Linked DNA regions of Triticum aestivum: region 1 is linked to region 2. The links are chromatin contacts, called in public Hi-C maps. All regions are on one chromosome and are shown on one strand. Each heading gives the region's core, a stretch centred on a gene start, on an enhancer-like site or on the middle of the called end of the contact. The rest is flanking DNA. Distances are from core to core; before and after follow the strand shown.

Region 1 (4,257 bases), core at 433-2,932, 420 kb before region 2:
ATCCTTGACACCTGTGCATTTCACCAAGGAGAGAGCCCTGAACTTATGGCTGCAGTTGATAAGGCAGGCCAGAACACCAACAAGAGTAACCCTGTTGCACTCTTCAAGCTGCAGGTTTTCCATCACCTTTGCCGATTCTATGAAAGCCTTAAGACCAGCATCCGACACATGTCCACACTTCCTGAGGCAAAGCTGTTTCAAGCCTGGGCAGAACTTGGCAATACAAGTGATAGCAAGATCAGTGACCCCAAGGCAAGAGGTGACACTCATGCACCTCAACTTCTGCAAGCCGGCGGCATTGGCCATCACCCAAAAACCCCTCTCACCAACAGCAGCAAGGCGAGCAAGTGTAAGATCCGTGACGGCCTTCCCATAGTACCCAATCACGGCAAGCGAAGCATCTGTGATGTTCAATCCCTGGAGACGGATCTTGGCCAGTGATGCGGAAGCGGAGCACACGAGGCTAGAAATGCCCTGGTCACCAACGTGCACACAGTTCTTGATGCTCACAGCCTGCAGCTTCAAGCAGCACCGGCCAATCGCCCTCAGGCCCTCGTTGCCAACGCCGGAGCAGGCCTCCATGGTCAGAGACACCAAGTTGGGGCACCCCTGAGCAATAGCAGCAAGGCCCTTGTCTGTGATGAGCGGGCAAGAAGTGATATCCAGACGCTCCAGCGAGGGGCACCCGGCGGCGATCTCAGCGAGCCCAGCGTCGGTCACAAGTGGCACGTCCCACAGCGCGAGGGAGCAGAGGTTAGGACTGCCGCGGGCAACGGCCAGGAGCCCCTGGTCTGTGACCCCACGCGTCGGGTGGCTCCCACGGATGGCGAGCTTCTCCAGCCCGCGGCGGGATCCAGCAACAACAGCCATGGCGGCGAGGCGGACATCGGTGGCCTCGTTACCCTCGAGAACCCTCTCGACGGAGGGATCTGCGGAGGAGTCGTCCGTATCCTCCTCCATGACGAACTCCTCGTTGAGATCGGGCAGGGACGGGGCGGCCGCCGCGGCATGACCGAGCTCGGAGACCCGAATGCTGGCGAGGAGCGCGAGCCAGCGGCGGGAGACGCACGCGGAGTCAGCGCGCTCGCGGCCGCCGGGCAGGCGGCGCAGGACCTCGAAGAGGCACTCGTCCGGGAGCAGGTCCAGGGACGGCTGCGGGGGCTGCCTCTGCTTCTTGCTGGCCCTCATGCACTCGGCCGCCGCCGCGGCGACCGCCGACGCGGCCACCAGAGAGCGCTTCCGCTGCTGAACCACCGCTCCGCCACCGCGGCAGAACATCCCGGAAAGCTCGGCCGGGGCAGAGACGAGGCACCCGCCATCTGATTGTGTCGAAGAACACACCATCAGGGACACGCAAGAACAAACCTTTCCTTGCAAGGAACCACGACTAAAACAACAACCCGACTCTCTTCGGGGGAAAAGAAAAAAGAAAAACATGAAGGGGGTCTCTCTCTATCGCTTACCTCCGTATGCGTGGAAGGCAGGCATGCCGAATCGCCGGAGAAGGAAGAGATCCCTTGGAAGAAGAAGAGCACGACCAAGAAGAGAGCCGCCGCCGCCGCACGATCCGAGCCGACGGAGAAGGCCTTAAGCATTTACAGGCGACCACCGCCGGAGGGGGGGGGGGGGGGGGGGGGGGGGGGGAGGAGACGGAAGCCGAACCCTATCGCCGCTGCGACAGGGAAAAAAGAGAAGGAGGAGAGGGGAGAGGAGAAGTCTGTGACAGGAGGGAGGAAGGGGAAAGCGCGAGCTGAGGCGGAGTAGGGAAGAAAGAGACGGAGTAGGTGGGAATTGAATAATCGGCGCGAGGGACAGAGACGGGAGGCGGGGGCCGCCCTTGGCGCTCCCAGGGGACAAGTTGCGCTGGCCGGAGCTGGATGCACTGAACCTGCACTGTACTCGTGTGGGCGGATGGAGTGGAGGGGATTGGGACGGCCGGATGGGGTGGGTGGGTGGATCACTCGTTCGTGCCGCACATACATTGCACATGCACGCGTCTTCGTCTTGCCTGTTTGGTTCGGCTGTGAATTTCTAAAATCAGTTGTAAAAAATCTGCTGTGGAAAAACAGCTGTGGAAAATCTGATGTGAAAAAGATGTAGGTCATTTGGCAAATCAGCTGATACAGTTTTTTTCAGATTTTGGCTCACAGCGGAATCAGATTTTGAAAAGCACGTCCTGGTCTGCTTCCGCTTTTGGTTTAAATTTTGGCAGCGGATTTCTAAAATCGGATTCTGCTGGGTTCGTCGTTTGATTCAGATTCTGCTGCGCGGCAGCGAAATCCGTCAATAAAAGCTAAACCAAACAGGGCCTTGGTCTTCCTATAATGGAGCTGCGATTCTTCTCCTCTACTTTTCGTTTCCTTTTTCACGTTGCGCTTGGAGAACGGAGGTGAGGGGAATTCCTGTTCCAGAGCGTGAACACAACACGTGGAGATAGCAGATCCAGTTACCCAAGATCGTCTTTTTAATCCCTTGCTTTAAGGCATCTCCTAGCATTCCATAAACTTTCTCACGTATGTGTGCCGGTCATCCAACGCTATACATGTATGAAATTGGATCCTTTAACATTGAAAAGGAAAGTTAGAGAAGCTATACTATCCTAATTTTTCTTCTTTCTATCTATATAATTAAGGTTAAAACGACTTAAATTAATTTGCAAATCGATGATCTGTTGTGTACATTATAGTAATTACATATAAATAAATTGATGATGAAATAAAATTAATTTTAAATTATTTATATCTATAGTAAATATCAACAGTAAACAACATGTTAACTACCTACTAACAGTCCCTAACTTTTCTTTTTCATTTTACACTAGGCTAGTACTGTAGCACCGTGAATTTCCTTCTCTATGTTAGAGGATCCGCTTCCTACGCGTATATTTCAAAACAACCACTCCTCGTCGATTTTGACGAGCTCGCCGTCAAGGTGACGGCAACGCCCAGCGGTTGTCTCTGCGGCGGTGATGGAGCGGTCGAGGGCCCACGTCATGGTGAGGGTCGGGTCATCGTGGACCCATTCCAGCGCTGCGTCGGACTTCGTGAACGCGAAGCGGCGGGGGGTGTTGCGCCGGTCGTATCGTGTCTGCTGCCTCGCCGCTCGCTCCTCCTCGAAAACGACGGTCCTCGAGCCCGAGGGACCGCTGACACAGCTGATATGCCTCAAATGTATCTATATTTTTTTATTGTTAAATGCTATTATATTATCATTTTTGTTTGCTTTCTATGTCATTTATATTATTTTTCTAAACTAATCTATTAATTTAGTGTCCAGTGTCAGTTTCTATCTTTCCGCATGTTTTTTGTTTCGCAAAAAAACATAATATACCCCTAGAAGATTCGGGATGAGGCAAGAAGACCCACGAGGGGGCACAAGCTACTAGGGCGCGCCCAGTGGGTAGGGCGCGCGGGGGTGGCCCATGGGCCCCTGGTGCTCCGTTCCTTTATTTCTTGGCTTATAAATACACATATATTCTGAAACCCTCATAGCGAGATCCGAAACAATTTTATCATCGCTGGAAGTCTTTATTCTGACACGATCCCATCTGGAGCCCTGTTTTGGCACTCTGTCGGATGAGGGAATCATTGAGGAGGTCATCTTCATCAACCCTGTTGCCTCCATGATGATGTGTAAGTAGTTTTTTTAGGACCTACGGGTCCATATGGGTAGCTAGATGGCTCTCCTCTCTCTCTCTCTCTCTCTCTCTATCTATCTATCTATCTATCTCTCTATCTTCAATACAATGATCTCTTCGAAAATCTATTTGATGTAATTCTTGTGGCATGTTTGTTGAGATCCGATGAATTATGGATAGTTTTATAGCTTTATATTTCTCTCCGGCATATTCATCTATTTTGGCCAAGTTTCATTGATTTATCTTTAGTAGAGAGGTGATTTGTAGTGGGTTCAATCTTGTGATGATCTTGTCTAGTGACAGAAGGACAAATGCATGTATTGTGTTGTTGCCACTAAGGATAAAACGACGGGGTTTGGTCATATCAATTGTTCTATTCCTGTCTACATTATATCATCTTGCTTATTGCGATACTTTGTTTCTTATGAACTTAATAATTTGAGATGCATGTTGGATAACGGTCTTGGGATGGAGTAATAGTAATAAATGCAGTTGGATTAACAATCTACTTATCACAGATGTAATGCCTATGTGTGGTTATTCCATTACTGATCATAGTTATAATTTGCGCTATTCGGTCGATTGCCCAACAGTAATTTGTCCATCATGTCACTATATGT
Region 2 (3,984 bases), core at 330-2,829:
TCGTCACCTCTTCCTCGCTCCCCCCAATGACGATCTTGACGAGATCTTCTAGCACCGTACCTCGGCACTACCACTCCCGTCAACCTAGATCTCGATGATTTCCTTGGTGTCGCAACTTCAACACCTCCATAACCATCAACGATCACCAACGTCGTGCCGACGACAGCCCTGTCGCCCTCCTCCAGGTTGTTTCGCCAACTGACAATCAACCGCTGCCTTGCTTGCGACAACGTCCTTGCTGCCTTCTTGTCGCCGCTCCGCCGAATGACAACCGCCCGATCCTCCACGTCGTTGCTCGAACGACTATTGCCCACTCTTCCTCGCCGTTGCACTATCCAACGACTATATCGTCCGCTCCTCCTCGTTGCTACACCAGCGACTCTATTGCCCGCCCCGAGGCGCTAGCAGGGTCGCCACCCCGGGGCAAGCGTGGCTTCAAATTCTCGAACCTTGCTCTGATACCAATTGTTGGCGCCCTCAGGATCGATCACATCAAATAACACGAACACACACGCACAAAAAGCTGATAGCCAAAGGGCCCTTGTCGTGCCCTTGTTTCTCCTCTTTATTTCTCTTTTTTCTGTTTTTCTCGGTGTTACAATCTCAAGGCCGCGCCTGTGCTTATATACACGCACATGTAACACCCCTGTTGCAAACCTACTCGAACAAGACTTAGTACTAGAACCTGACACGGACTCAACTTTCCTAAGCTAACACACGTACTAAACCAAATCTACTACCAAACGGACTCGAAGTCCTACTACAACTCCAAACTAACTAGGACATAGACTCACATACGGAGTATATTTACCTAAACTAATCACCGGCAACGTTGATCACCCGTTATACTAATCATAACTATGATATGTTTGGATTATTCCAACAATTTGTGTATGGTGTTGTAGACCATTCCAAGATATATATTTTTTTTGTTTAATTTGTTGAGTAAAAAAATCAAATGATAAGATATCCATCTCGCATCCTTTTTTTTTTGAGAACCATCTCGCATCCTTTTTACCAGACATAAAATTGACTATCCTTAACCATCTATCGGTTTACAACCAAACACAAGAACGAGGATACCCCAACCACCTGGTTAGGTATATCCTTAGCCACGCCAACCTTGCTCACAAACCAAACGCCCCCATAATCAACCTCATAGTTGATAGTTTGTGCAATTTCTAGTAGTGGTTTGGTAGACTTCTCACAATTGTCAAAGTCGTCTGTGAAGGAGTACTTCCTTTGTCTCAAAATAAATATCACAAGTTTGTGCTAGTTTTAGTATTCCGATTGCGGCAATTGCCAAACTTTATCGATTGAAAGCTAAGAAAAACGACGTCATAAGCACACTACAGTGCTTAGCGTGCGCTTACGCCAGCAACCGGCGTCGCCTGTGAGCTGTCGGCTTCCAGAAGATCCGTGGTCCAGGGGCAAGATCTGTGCCGACGTGGCGCGCTCTGCATCAAGCGTCGGCTACGCCTCCCGATCCGCCGCAATTGCCTCTTCACGTTCACGGGTGGCCCGTGCCGTCAAGACCGGGAAACAGCGATCCAAGTTCCCATGAATTAGTGAAATCTTTGAACGCCCATTGTCATCATCTCGCCGTGCAGTGGGTACAGTGCTGAGAAGAGAAGAAGCGTGGGGTATGCTGTGGCGTGCCACGCCTTTCCGTTTGTGACGAATTCAATACGGCAACGACGACCGCCGAGTAAGCAAAGCACAGCCTTTGCTTTGAAAATAAAAGGAAAAATCGCCTCGGTGCGTTCCAAGGCGAGTCGCACATGGACATAGGCATTTCGTGATTTTGATGCGAGAATATATTGCAGATCGACGCGTCGCCGTCGGTGCCCACCTTGTGCGCGACAGCTCGAGGCCAGGAGTTCAGACCTGCCTGCCACGCGTTTGTCAATCGCAGAGACTGCTCCACTGGAGCATCTCGCCGAGCACCGTTGTACGCATTGGCAAAATCTCCTCTCCTATATAGGTTTATTGTAGAATATAAGAATAGGCTGTGGAACATGCAATGTATTGATCGGTGCAACATGTGCGTATATATGAGTATAGAGAGGGCCACAACCTCGACTAGACAAAGGAAACAAAAGATGGGCCCAATACACAATATACTCAACACCCTTCCGCAGTTGAAGCGACGCCAGTGACGCAGAGACTGGAACGAAACTCCTCGAAGGTGGAAGTCGGTAGGCCCTTTGTCATCCCATCGGCGAACTGTTGTGCAGTCGGAATATGGAGAAGCCGAATACGTCCAAGGGCCACCTGCTCGCGCACAAAGTGAATGTCCAGCTCAATGTGCTTCGTCCGACGATGATGAACGGGATTGGCGGAGAGGTACACCGCAAAGACGTTATCACAATAGACAACCGTAGTCTGGGAGACATCGTGATGCAGGTCCTGAAGTAACAGTCGTAGCCAGGTGCACTCGGCAACAGCGTTAGCCACAACTCGATACTCAGCCTCCGCGCTGGAGCGCGAAACCGTGGGCTGGCGCTTGGACGACCACGAGATGAGTGAAGGACCAACGTAAACGCAGTAGTCAGAGGTGGACCGACGGGTGTCGGGGCAGCCAGCCCAGCCGCGTCGGAGTAGGCCACCATCTCCAGAGAGGGGGACGCCGTGAGGATGAGCCCAAGGGTTATCGTGCCGCGGATGTACCGGAGGATCCGCTTCACGAGAGTCCAATGAGAGTCACGAGGGGCGTGCATGTGGAGGCACACCTCTGAACAACATACTGTAGATCCGGTCGGGTGAGAGTCAGATACTGAAGGGCACCGACAATAGACCGGTAGAAGGGAGCATCCGACGCTGGCGAGCCCTCAAGAGCAGAAACATTGGCCTTCGTGTCAACAGGAGTGGCAAAAGGATGACAGTTGAGCATGCCAGCATGCTCAAGGAGCTCGTGCGCATACTTCTGCTGATGATAGAAGAAGCCATCCGGTCGCCGAACAACCTCAATGCCAAAAAAGTAATGTAGAGCACCCAAGTCCTTGATGGCAAACTCGTCACGCAGCCGGAGAGTAATCTGCTAAAGAAGGGTTGCGGAGGAGGCCGTCAGGATAATGTCGTTGACGTAGAGGAGTAAATATGCAGTCATGTCACCCTGGAGATAAACAAACAGCGAGGCATCCGAGTGAGCGATGCTGAAGCCCAGTGTCTGAAGAAACCCGGCGATCCGCTGGTACCAGGCGCGGGGTGTTTGCTTGAGCCCGTAGAGAGACCGGGACAACAAACACACGTGGCCAGGAAGAGATGCGTCGACGAAACCGGTGGGGTGTACAATACACCTGCTCCTCAAGATGGTTGTGGAGGAAGGCGTTAGAGACATCCATCTGATGAACGGGCCAGCCTCGGGACACCGCAAGCTGGAGGACGGTGCGGATTGTGCCCGGTTTAACAACCGGGGCAAACATCTCAGTGAAGTCAACTCCAGCGCGCTGGCGAAAACCATGAACCACCCAGCGAGCCTTGTAGTGCTCAAGTGTACCATCCGAGCGGGTCTTGTGGCAAAAGATCCACTTGCCGGTGCTGACATTGGCGCGAGCAGGCCGGGGAACCAGTGTCCACATGTGGTTCCGCTGGAGAGCGTCGAACTCTTCCTGCATCGCGGCAAGCCAGTGAGGATCACGAAGGGCAGCGCGAGTGGACGCAGGAAGAGGGGACGGCTCCGCGGTGGATCCGGCGAGGAGGTACTCGTTGCTCGAGTACCGCAAACTCAGACGATGAATACCAACTTGAGCCCGTGTGACAGGGCAAGACGGCAATGTCGGAATGTCCGACGAGGCGGGCGGCGAGGCGGCCGGCGAAGCGGCCAGCGTGACAACTGACGAGATGGCCGGCGACGCCGGAATGTCCGACGACGGGGCCGGCGAGGCGGCCGGTGACGGGGTCGACGTGACGGCCGGTGAGACGGCTGGAGAGGCGTCGCCAGATCCCGCAACATTCACGGTGCCCAATGAGGGGACGGCAGGC

What was found. Hi-C and Micro-C count contacts between places; a contact is called where the count stands out from the background.
Region 1: a Hi-C map of leaf shows a contact between it and region 2, with 5 times the contacts expected there. The contact joins the promoter of LOC123127290 here to the enhancer-like site in region 2. A contact is called at or near these places in 2 of 5 Hi-C or Micro-C datasets (both in leaf).

Annotation. Positions count from the first base shown.
Region 1 is chr6A:211,742,339-211,746,595 of IWGSC CS RefSeq v2.1, reverse strand. It overlaps LOC123127290 (EIN3-binding F-box protein 1), which reads right to left and starts at 1,682. Exons shown (of 2, transcript XM_044546939.1): 1 at 1,464-1,682; 2 at 1-1,319. The coding sequence starts at 1,488.
Region 2 is chr6A:211,320,651-211,324,634 of IWGSC CS RefSeq v2.1, reverse strand. No RefSeq gene overlaps it. Among protein-coding and RNA genes, the nearest start is that of LOC123130567, 290 kb to the left of the region's middle. Within about 2 kb of position 1,579, at least 3 of the 8 cell types and tissues checked have an H3K27ac peak or open chromatin away from gene starts, as enhancers often do. A contact at or near this core is called in leaf, where this site is marked.